3 separate regions of the Pan troglodytes genome follow, and all the other regions are linked to region 3. Evidence: chromatin contacts called from public Hi-C data. All regions are on one chromosome and are shown on one strand. Each heading gives the region's core, a stretch centred on a gene start, on an enhancer-like site or on the middle of the called end of the contact. The rest is flanking DNA. Distances are from core to core; before and after follow the strand shown.

Region 1 (3,238 bases), core at 706-3,205, 650 kb before region 3:
TAAAACACCAAGGTGGCCACTTTCAGGAGGTCCTCCAATGTACTATCTGGTCCCAGGGTCAATTTCTGCAACTTCCTCCTGATGTCAGGAGCTGCCTGAGTAATAAGTTTATCCTATAGGATTCGTTGTCCCTCAACTGAATCAGGAGATGGAGAGGTGTGCTTTACCAAGGCTTCTCTTAGCCTTTCCAGGAAAGCAGTGGAATTTTCATCCGATCCTTGTTCCATCATGGACAACTTAGTATAATTGAGAGGCTTGGTCTTAGTCCTATGTAAGCCCTCCATTATGCACACCTGAAAGTGTCTCCTTTTCCAGGCTTCTATCTCATCATTGGGATCCCACTTAGGGTCATTTACTGGTACTGCTTCTCTTCCAGTTGGATAATATTTGCCCCTTTCCCTGATGCTATATGTGATGCAAAGCTCATCCCCAAATCTCTCTGCTGCTTGCCGAGCAGCCTGTTTCTCTGTGTCTGTCAGGGTCTGATTCAAAAGTAACATAACACCTCTAGGAGAGTTCAAATATTTGAGTGAAATTCTGGAAAACCTCTATATATTAGGGTCATCTGAAAACTTGCCAAGATCCCCCTTAATTTGCTTTAAGTCCTATAGGGAGAAGGGGACCTGGACCTTACTGGGCCCAAATTCACTAAGCATCTGTTGGAGGGGCAAGAGTGAGGCTGGGGCTTGTTTAGGGTGAGGATTTCTAGGATGGAGCAAGTGAGAGGCTGAAGCTGGATAGGGAGGTCGGGGTGGACCTGGAGGAGCAGGGCTGGAAGGAGCTGGCTCCTTTGCTGGGGGTGCCTTTGGGACTTGCATCTTTAATTCCCTGGGCTTGCCCTTCGCAGCCTTCCCTGAGATGGCAAACAGGAGGGCTAAATCAATCCTGCACTGTCAGCAAAGGTCTGGATTGCCTTGCAAGGTATAGAAAGCCTGCACATATGGGGCCTTAGACCATCTATCCTCACATCTACAGAAAAGTTCCAACTGCCAGATGGTATCAAAATGAATGCCTCCTTCCTGTAAATCAGAAAGCCCTTCATGTAAATCATGATTTGGCCACACCTTTGTGCAGAGGGCTATGAGGTGCTTTTCCTCCAGATTCTGAGGGTCAAAGCAGTCCCACTGGTTCCGGATACACTCCAGAGGAGTATAGCTGGGAATGGTGAATGAAGAGAACTGGTTATCCATTCTGAAAGACAGGGAAAAGAGGCATCCCTCATTTCCTTCCTTCTTTCAGCAAAAATTCAGGTGTGATGGAGAGAGTAAGCATCCTCCCTTCACTCTCCACCTCTTGTCCCTGAGTCCCGGAGACCTTGCCAGGTGCCAGACCTGGGTACTGATGTGGTATGTACCCATGAAGCAGGGAAATCCCGGAGAATAGGAGTTAACCGCCCTCAGGTCCCCCGGGCCTGTTTATGCCATGAAGCACGCTCCTTCCGTGAGGTGGGGTTCAGTCGGCAGGAATCGGTCCTGCCCATTGACATTGTGCCTGTTGCATGACTTCGGATCCCTCAGACCCGATTTTTCTTTCTAGGGCCTCAGCCTGAAGCTTAGAATCGAGTTTGGGGCTGAAAAGATATTTTAGAGGCCGTTTGTATCTGTTTAGAGTGTCTCAAATGTGCCCTGCTGAATTTGCAGTTCTCAGCCAGCAGGGGTTGTTCCTCTCTTAACTTCTCTATCAGAAACAGAGCTGGGAGGGGGAGCCCTCTCACTTAGAAAATGAAAAAAGGAAAAAAAAAAAAAAAAAGAAGATTGAAAACAGTTAAAGGGGCAAAAAGGCTCCTGGACTAGCCCGGAATTGAAACGGGAAAAATTCCCTTGTCGCCTCACAGGGTGTGCCATGGGAGAGTGGCTCACCCCTTCAGTGTCCCGCTGCTCAAACCTCTAGGGGAGGATACAGATGGGCAGGCTGTGGGGCTCCAACCCCGCGGCAGTGTCTAGGGGTGAATGTTGACAGCTGAAGCCCTAGTGGGTGTATGTTACAGGGTGCTCTTTTAGCTTTGTTGTCTGTAGGCAGCTTGTGTTAGTCAGCTCATTTAGACTCCTGCCTTATTGAAAGGACAGAGGGCTTTCTGTATCCCAGGGTTATTGCCTTGGTCTACCAGAAGAATTAGACCACACGTGGGCTTGGAGAATGAGTGCAAGGTTTTATTGAGTGGAAGTAGCTCTCAGCAGATGGAGGAAGCCAGAAGGGAGCTGGTTTTCCCCTGGAGTCAGGCTGCTCAGCAGCCCGGGCTCTCCTCCTACTGCCCCAGCCAAACTCCGCTTCGTTCTGCAGGTTGGAGGCCTGCTGGAGTGCCAGTGCCTGTCGGTGTGTTCCTCTCGATGTCCAGCCTTCGATGTGTTCCTCTCGATGTCCAGCCGCCTGTGTGTTCCTGCGCTGATTTGCTTCTCTCAACGTCCAGCCACCTGCGTGTCTGCCTGCTAGGGTCTTGGGGTTTTTATAGGCACCGGATGGGGGCGTGGCAGGCCAGGGTGGAAATGCACCATTTGGGCAGGAAAACAAAAATGCCTGTCCTCACTTAGGTCCATGGGCACAGGCCAGGAGGTGGAGCCCTAGCCAGGGACCACGCCTTCCTCTACCCAGCACTTCCCTTCCCCGCTTCTGTATCATTGAAGAGGATCATGCCCTTCCCTTCCCAGCACTTCCCTTCCCCTGTTCTGTATCATTATGCTACCAGTTTCAGTGAAGTATAGAAAACTTAACTCCCTTTACACTTCTTCATCTTTCCCTATTTGTAAAATAATTACCTCATATAGTTCTCCTACATTTATTCAGAACATCAAGCAATATAATAATTTTTGCTTCAACTGTTAAATGTAATTTAGAACACAAGAGAAGGAAAGCCCATTGAATTAATCTATATTTTTGCTTACTGAGTTCCTTTTTTATTTCCTGATATTCCAAGGTTCCTTCGTTTTATCATTTCTTTTCTGTTTAGAGGGCTTCCTTAGTCGCTGTTTTAGGTTAGGTCTGCTGGCTGGGCACAGTGACTTACACCTGTAATCCCAGCAATTTGGAAGGCTGAGACAGGCAGATCACCTGAGGTCGGGCGTTCAAGACCAGCCTGACCATCATGGAGAAACCCTGTCGCTACTAAAAATACGAAATTATCTGGGTTTGATGGCACATGCCTGTAGTCCCAGCTACTCCAGAGGCTGAGGCAGGAGAATCGCTTGAACCCGGGAGGTGGAGGTTGCAGTGTGGTGAGATCGAGCCATTGCACTCCAGCCTG
Region 2 (3,603 bases), core at 544-3,043, 780 kb before region 3:
TGTGGGTGAGGCGCGACTGGGTGAGGCATGACTGTTGTCAGGCCAGGGCCAAAGGCACCGGGGTGAGAGGATGGTATGTGGACAACATGACGCTCTGTGAAGACACACCTGGAAGGTCATAGGACTGAGGGGCAGGGATCAGCCTTCAGACGCTTAAAGACTATCCTGATCCTTTGTGTCTCCATGAAAAAGCATCTCCGTTCCCTTTGCTTGGCTCCAGAAGTAACCAGCATCTTTCTTCATTCTTGGGCACACATCTGACTCCTCGTCTTCCAAGCTGTGCTCATGCCAGGATCAGATTTGCCATTAGATTATGACTTCCATTGATATGTTGAGATGTGGAGTAGAAAATGCTGGAGTCCACCCTGTGGTTTTCTGGGGTCCCTGCCTCTCCAGCCCCGGCACAACTTCTGCCTGGCTTCAAGGGTCCTGAGGAGGGCTGGCTAGCTGACTCAGACCTGGGGACCCCCACTTCAGAACCCCCCACCCCTCTTCAAAGGAATCTTTGGTGTCACAGACCAAGTCAGCAGGGGCTGGGAGGGAGCCTGGAGCTTTATTAACTAATCTCTGGTACTTGAGTAATTTATTATGTTTAAGCTGGTGCCATCAAGTCTCTCAGCAGTGCCGGCGTGCGCTGGGAAATAAATTAAAGGCTGTCCAGAGATACTTGGATCATCTGTGTGATTGCTGGGCTGGTGAGATGGAGGTTTAAGGCTCTCTCTTCTTGCAAATTGGAAATTAGGAATTAATAAGACAGCAGGCCAAAGAGCTTCGGTGGTGGTGGTGACTTGGCTGCAGGGCCAGGGCTGGGGGAAGGAAGGCTGCCACCAGGGAGGGCGGAATAGCAGATCCCAGCCAGAGTTTCCAGGGCATGGGTGGGCTAGATGAGGGGGCTCTTCCTGGGCCTGAGCAGCAGGTGGCAGGGATTTTTCCACCTCTTGAAAAAGGTTAAATGGGTAATGGAAAGAGCCCTAGCCTGGAAGCCTGAAGACTTGTTCTGGCCCCAGCCCTGCCACAGCCCCTGTGTGACATTGAACAGCCTCTTCCTGTCTCTGGGCTGCAGTTTCCTCAAATGCAACAGGAGGAGGTGGGATTCAGGGCCCACTTATCCATGAGCACAGCAGGCATGCAAAAATGTTTTAATTTCTTTTAAAGTCAGAAGAGAAAGAATATGCTTTTTGGTTGAGGAAAATATTTTTAATATATAATATTAATACATTCATCTTGATACCAAAGCAGTCATTATATATACATTTTTATATATATTTATATATATATATAAATTATATAAATATATAAATATATATATATATAGAGAGAGAGAGAGATAAGAGTTCTGCTCTGTTTTCCAGGCTGGAGTGCCGTGGCATGATCTCGGCTCACTGCAACCTCTGCCTCCCAGGCTCAAGCCATCCTCCCACCTCTGCCTCCCAAAGTGCTGGGGTGCTGGGATTGCAGGCGTGAGCCACCTTGCTTGGCCATAAAATGGGATTTAAATATGAATTTGTGTGTGTGGAGGAAGAGGCCCATGAAGACGAAGGTGCTAAGGGTCCCACGGAACTCATGATGCAGCCTCTGTTAAATGAGAAGATCCCAAAGGCCCTTCCTGCCCCAGTACACTTGCCTGTCCCATCCATTTGCCGACTTCGGCTTATCCAGGCTCTGGTGAGCTCCGGGCGCAGGGACTCATCTTCCTGTCAGTCCGCCCTACTCCTGCAGTAGGAGCGGTGTGCACAGCCCCACTGTGGGCGGTGGTGGGGCCAGGAGTGGAATGCAGGCTTTGGGCCTCTCCATGGCCCCAAGCTGCTGCTTCCTGATAGATGCCCAGGGAAGGGGCGTGTGAGCCCCTTGGGAGACCGAATCCCTTCTTTCCCAATCCCTCGGATCAGGCCCTCCCCGGGGGTCTTCTGCCTCAGCCCTTGAACTCGACCCACCCCTACCTTCTGCTTTTCTGCCCTCACAAACTCAGCAGTGCCTAGAAGGGCCCTGGACAGGGCTCCGCGCCTTCAGGGTCTGCTCTGCGGGAGCCAGCGGGCACCCGGGTGTGGGGCCCTCGGCGCGGGACAGCATGGCCCTCAAGAGCCCCAGCCTGTAGTTGGGTGGCCTCACCACCAGGTGGCAGGCTTGCTCTACACTGATGCATTGGCAGGAGCACTTACCTGGCAGTGGCCGCAGGGGTCGGAGGATGCCAAATCGGCCCGCGGCTGGGGGATTATTGAGGCCAGCGCCTGCGGCTTCAGAAGCAGGGCGGAGGTCTCTCCACTCGGCGTGGGGCTCCTGCTGGGATTCTGTCTCCAAGGGCACCTTGATTTCCTAGAAGTGCCTCCAGGCCGCTGTCGGTGTGGGCCAGAGTGCGCCCCCTGGAGGAGGGAGGGCTGAGTTGCCTCCTTTGGGTTTGGTGTGTGGGCGGTTGGCTGGACTGGGTGGAGGGCTGGGGACACCGAGGGGCCTGATGATATCTTTGGAGGCATCCCAAGGACCCTGGTTCTGCACAGAAAGGTGACTCCCACCCAGCTGGCCCTGGTTTTAGGCATGGTGAACGCTTGATTGTGGTGTCGGCTCCACTCCCACCACCTAGACTATCCCTGCTGTGGGCAGGGCCCCTTGGGAGGCCCACTGGCGGCAGGGCAGCCTAAGCGTCATCCTCTCGCACCCCTCTGACCAGCACGGCTGCGGCACTGTCCCTCCAGCACCCTGGGCTGTCCCCGAGGGGCCCCAGGAGCCAGGGCTCAGGCCACAATCGAGCCCAGGGCCCTGTCTTCCCCAGGAGCAGAACAGGAAAAGACCCAGGCCCTGGTCAGTAGAGTGCCAAGGAGAAGAGATGAGAGTGAGGGGTGAAAGACAGACATGGTGGCAAGCGAAAGTGAGGCTGGCCACGTCCCGCGGGGCTCCCTGGGAGCAAGTGTGAAGGCCTCAGGTCCTGGGGAAGAAAGTGGGAGGTCCCTGCCTCTGCTGGGCGCTTCTTTGTCTCAGGCAGCAGGAGCTCTCCCCAGGCCTGGAGTCCTCTTGGGGTTCCTGAGTGACATCTGGAATGCCCTGTCCTGTCACTAGCCAGCCAGGGCCTGAGTCAGAGCTGGTGACTCACATGCTTCTTTCTGTGATGTCTTCGTGCACTTCGTGAAAGTCAAAAGCCCCAGAAGTCAGCCCTGGGCCCTTCTCCCTGTCTCCCTCACCTGCCTGTGTGCCCTCCTTGGTGCACTGGTTCCCAGCCTGCCCCCTGTCCTCCCCACTCTGTCTTGGTTGAGAGATCTGCTCTCTGCTCTTGTTCCAGAAATACTGATGACTTTTTTGTGCAGTGCGCTCTGTCCCACCCATTCCAATGGCATCGGATTTCGAGAACTGATCTTTGAAGCTCCATGTCAGCACTCACTCAGACCCTTCCTCCGAGGCTTCCGTGTGTTCTTGGGTCAGGAGGATCAAGCCAGGCCTGGATGCGGAGTCAGGTTAGGGTACAAAGGCTCAGATGGTCCCCAGGGTCTCTCACCCTTGCAAATCCACCAGGACAGATCTGGACCAGAGACTGGGAGAGACAGAGAAGAGGGAAAACAGAGAGCGCCATGCTGGGGAGGGGAGTGGTCTGGGAACAAACAGAGAAAAAGATAG
Region 3 (3,540 bases), core at 845-3,344:
AATTCAATGAATGCAAGAGTAGTAATAATAGTAACGGCAGATAATAATGTTACTATGTGCCAGGCTCTGTGTTAGGATTCTTGCCATATAGGACCTGCCTTTATAGTTTACATATCACTTTCAGCATACATATGGCCTTACTTTTTTTTTTTGAGACGGAGTTTCACTCTTGTCGCCCAGGCTGGAGTGCAATGATGCGATCTCAGCTCACTGCAACCTCCGCCTCCTGGGTTCAAGTGATCCTCCTGCCTCAGCCTCCTGAGTAGCTGGGATTACAGGTGTATGTCATCACGCCTGGCTAATTTTTGTATTTTTATTAGAGACGGAGTTTCACCGTGTTGGCCAGGTTGATCTCGAACTCCTGACCTCAGGTGATCCATCTGCCTCAACCTCCCAAAGTGCTGGGATTACAGGCATGAGTCAGCGTGCCCGGCTGGCCTTAAATTTTTTATTCCAATTTTGGTGGAACTTTGCTCTCTATTTGGTCCGACCCAGGTACCTCACTGCCAGAGGTAGTAAGAACAGGTAGGACTTTGCAGACTGGGCATTATCCTGGCACCCACGTGGCAATGGTTTCCTGTCTCCTGTAGTGCTGTTCTCCTGTTGGAGCTTTCCCCACTTCTGAAGGACTGCCTGCAGTTCATGCATCGGGGCCTGTAATTACAGAGCAGAATATCCAGGGCTGTGAAGACCGGGCAGTCTCGAAATTAGTTTATGCATAATGGATAATAGGAGGCTGTTTTTAAGTGTAACTCATTTGGTGGGTTGGCAGATCATGACTTCCTTTTTGATATGTATTATTTATTTATTTTATAGCAAGATGAGGACAGAAGGCTGGGGAAGTCATTTGGTGCAGCTCTTCTAGACTATAGCTCAGACTTAGCAATTTACATTCAGTAATCTCTTGGTCATTTAGCCACAGATAATTTGTCATGGTTTGTTTTAGCTGTTGTGATATTGATATTTATTATGCAAATTGTATTTCCTACATCTTATTGTTCTGCATTCTATGAATACTTAAATTATTATAAACCTTTACACTTAATATGGCTCGTCCTTCAATTTGATGCTTGAGCAACAGAGGGTCAGAGCGCACACGATCTTCTAGAGGGGAAGAAAATAAGTAATTAAAAAGCAGACAAACAAGAGAGCCGGCTGCCTGGCTGAAAAGAAAGCAAAGAGAATTTCGGGGAGGGAGAGTGAGTCCGGAGATGCAAGTCGCTTTAGCAGGAGAGGCTCTCCCAGAGACAGGGGAAGCTCGGAGCACCTGTTGGTCCCCAGCTTCCTTAGGAAGGGCTGGGGGCGCAGAGGAGGAGTGAGAGGGTTTGAGCCCCGAAGGAGGAACACGGCAGACCCTGCCTTCACCACACTCCCTCTCCCCAACTCCCACCACCCCCGCTCTTCACCTGAAGCCTTGACTAATTTTTTCCGTTGTTGTGTAATCTTAAATATCTAATATTACAAATATTTCACACATATATTCAACACACACCTATATATTAAAACCAGGGAGGAGACCCTCGACAAGCGGAGGAGCCTGAGCATACCCTCCTCGATCTACCTTTCCCGAGATTCTGCCGCAAAAAGACCGACTGGAAAATCTCAGAACCCGACTCTACGGCTGCCTTCTCCAACTATCCCCGAGTCTACCGCTAGGCTGTTGAGCGGGCTCTCCCGCTCCGCCGGACGTGCAAAGCACGCATGCACTTCTCCCAGATTGTTTTGTCAATCCGGGGACCTGCCTTCTTACTCTCCACTCCCGCACAGCCCCCGTTCCCAAAGATCTATTCCTTCGGTGCAAGGTGAGTGACGGAAATTTGCAACGTCTGGTTCGCTAGGCCAGATGCACTCGGTGCGCGGGACAGAGGACCCTCTTAAGGGAGATTCTCCAGTCGTCGGTCTGATACAGCGATTGCTATAAACATTCCTAATAAAGGTGTACAAGAAGCTAGACCCGCCCCCTGGAGCCCGAGTCCTTGCACGCCAGGCGCCCGGGAGAACACTTTTTCCTTGATCCGGGGAAAGCAAAACCGAATTTTAACATAAACATATTTGCATACGCCCCTCCCCTTGGCCCCGCCCCTAGGTGGCGCGGGCGCGCCGCCGAACGCCAGCGCCAGGGGGCGGGGTGGGGGAGGGGGCGAGGCCCTCCAAGAGCCGGGTTGGGCTCGCGGCGCTGTGATTGGTCTGCCCGGACTCCGCCTCCAGCGCATGTCATTAGCATCTCATTAGCTGTCCGCTCGGGCTCTGGAGGCAGCCAACGCCGCCAGTCTGAGGCAGGTGCCCGACATGGCGAGTGTAGTGCTGCCGAGCGGATCCCAGTGTGCGGCGGCAGCGGCGGCGGCGGCGCCTCCCGGGCTCCGGCTCCGGCTTCTGCTGTTGCTCTTCTCCGCCGCGGCACTGATCCCCACAGGTAGGTGTGGGCACCGACCGGTTGGCCCCTAAATCTCCGAAGGCACCCCAGTAGCCTTAGCCACAGAGGGGGGGAAACGTTTCCATGACAACCTCCCCCCACTTCCTAAATCCGAAGCGGAGGGAGTGTGGAGAGGAAACTCAGGGCTGAGAGGGAAGGGGCTGAGGGGATCTGTGAGCCCCTTCTCCCCTGCCCGGCTAAGTGTGAATGAGAGTCCCCAGGGATGGCTGCACCCACACCTTCTCTCCCCGGCTTGGCGCGGGGTGCAGAGTGGAGTGAGAATGGGGGGCCCGGGGGCTGTAAAGCATGGGGGAAGGGGATGGTTCAAAGACAACCTCAACCCTTCCGGACCCTTCTAAACTCGCCGTTTTCCCCGTAACTTGCAGATCCTCCCACCTCCCAGGGCTGCCCATTCGCCCCCACCTCTCCAGAGGACCCCCCCAGTTCTCCATCCCCGAAGCCTCCTGGTGGCTGACTCCCAGCCGCCCGCGGCGTGATTTCTCCCCGGTCCCCAGGACATCCCCAGACTTGTCTGATCTCCCCTGCCCCTTCCCCCAACGCGCTCTGCCTTTCTCCCCTGTCCCCAAACTGCACGCCTCTCGTGTTTCCCTCCGGCCGTTCGCAGCCCTCCGCCCCCTCGGCTCTGCTGCGGGTCTTTTTGGCCCGGCTCCAGGCGGGGAAAGTTCCCCGGCCCGGCCCCGCGGGGGGGGCGGCCGCTGTCGCCGCCTCTGCGGGAAGGCGCCGGGAGCCCGCAGCCCGCCCGCCCCACAGCGTCCTCTGCCACGAGTGGGGACACGGGATTTCCCGGCTGCCTGTTCTTTCGGCGGCCCGAGGGTGGCGGAGGGGGCGTCGCGGCCTCTGCGGCCAGGCGGGCACCCTGCGGGCCTCCGCGCGCTCCCTGCGTGAAGAGCAGTCTTGGGAATTTGCCTAGGGGCGGCCCTGCACGCCCGGTGCCTTCCCTGAAGACACCGAGCACTCGGCTGGAGCCCGATGTGTGGCTGCCCGTGTGCCGGGCGCGTTGGCGCGGTCGGGAAAGAAGAGGGCAGTGTTTGCTTTTGCTAACAAAAGGGAGCCGGAGCTCTTCCCCAGAGGAGAGGCCGGCCGTGCTGCACCCAGCCTCCCTTCCC

What was found. A called contact is a pair of places that touch in the nucleus more often than the background predicts.
Region 1: a contact with region 3 is called in a Hi-C map of stem cell-derived neural progenitor cells, with 3 times the contacts expected there. The contact joins the enhancer-like site here to the promoter of CADM1 in region 3. A contact is called at or near these places in 1 of 7 Hi-C or Micro-C datasets (stem cell-derived neural progenitor cells) and 1 of 1 datasets of contacts at active chromatin or transcription factors (stem cell-derived excitatory neurons).
Region 2: a Hi-C map of stem cell-derived neural progenitor cells shows a contact between it and region 3, with 5 times the contacts expected there. The contact joins the enhancer-like site here to the promoter of CADM1 in region 3. A contact is called at or near these places in 1 of 7 Hi-C or Micro-C datasets (stem cell-derived neural progenitor cells) and 1 of 1 datasets of contacts at active chromatin or transcription factors (stem cell-derived excitatory neurons).

Annotation. Positions count from the first base shown.
Region 1 is chr9:118,097,503-118,100,740 of NHGRI_mPanTro3-v2.0_pri, reverse strand. No RefSeq gene overlaps it. Among named protein-coding and RNA genes, the nearest start is that of BUD13, 620 kb to the left of the region's middle. Within about 2 kb of position 1,955, at least 3 of the 24 cell types and tissues checked have an H3K27ac peak or open chromatin away from gene starts, as enhancers often do. A contact at or near this core is called in stem cell-derived neural progenitor cells, where this site is marked.
Region 2 is chr9:118,228,736-118,232,338 of NHGRI_mPanTro3-v2.0_pri, reverse strand. No RefSeq gene overlaps it. Among named protein-coding and RNA genes, the nearest start is that of BUD13, 490 kb to the left of the region's middle. Within about 2 kb of position 1,793, at least 5 of the 24 cell types and tissues checked have an H3K27ac peak or open chromatin away from gene starts, as enhancers often do. A contact at or near this core is called in stem cell-derived neural progenitor cells, where this site is marked.
Region 3 is chr9:117,448,170-117,451,709 of NHGRI_mPanTro3-v2.0_pri, reverse strand. CADM1 (cell adhesion molecule 1) reads left to right here and starts at 2,094. Exons shown (of 10, transcript XM_009424220.5): 1 at 2,094-2,413. The coding sequence starts at 2,290.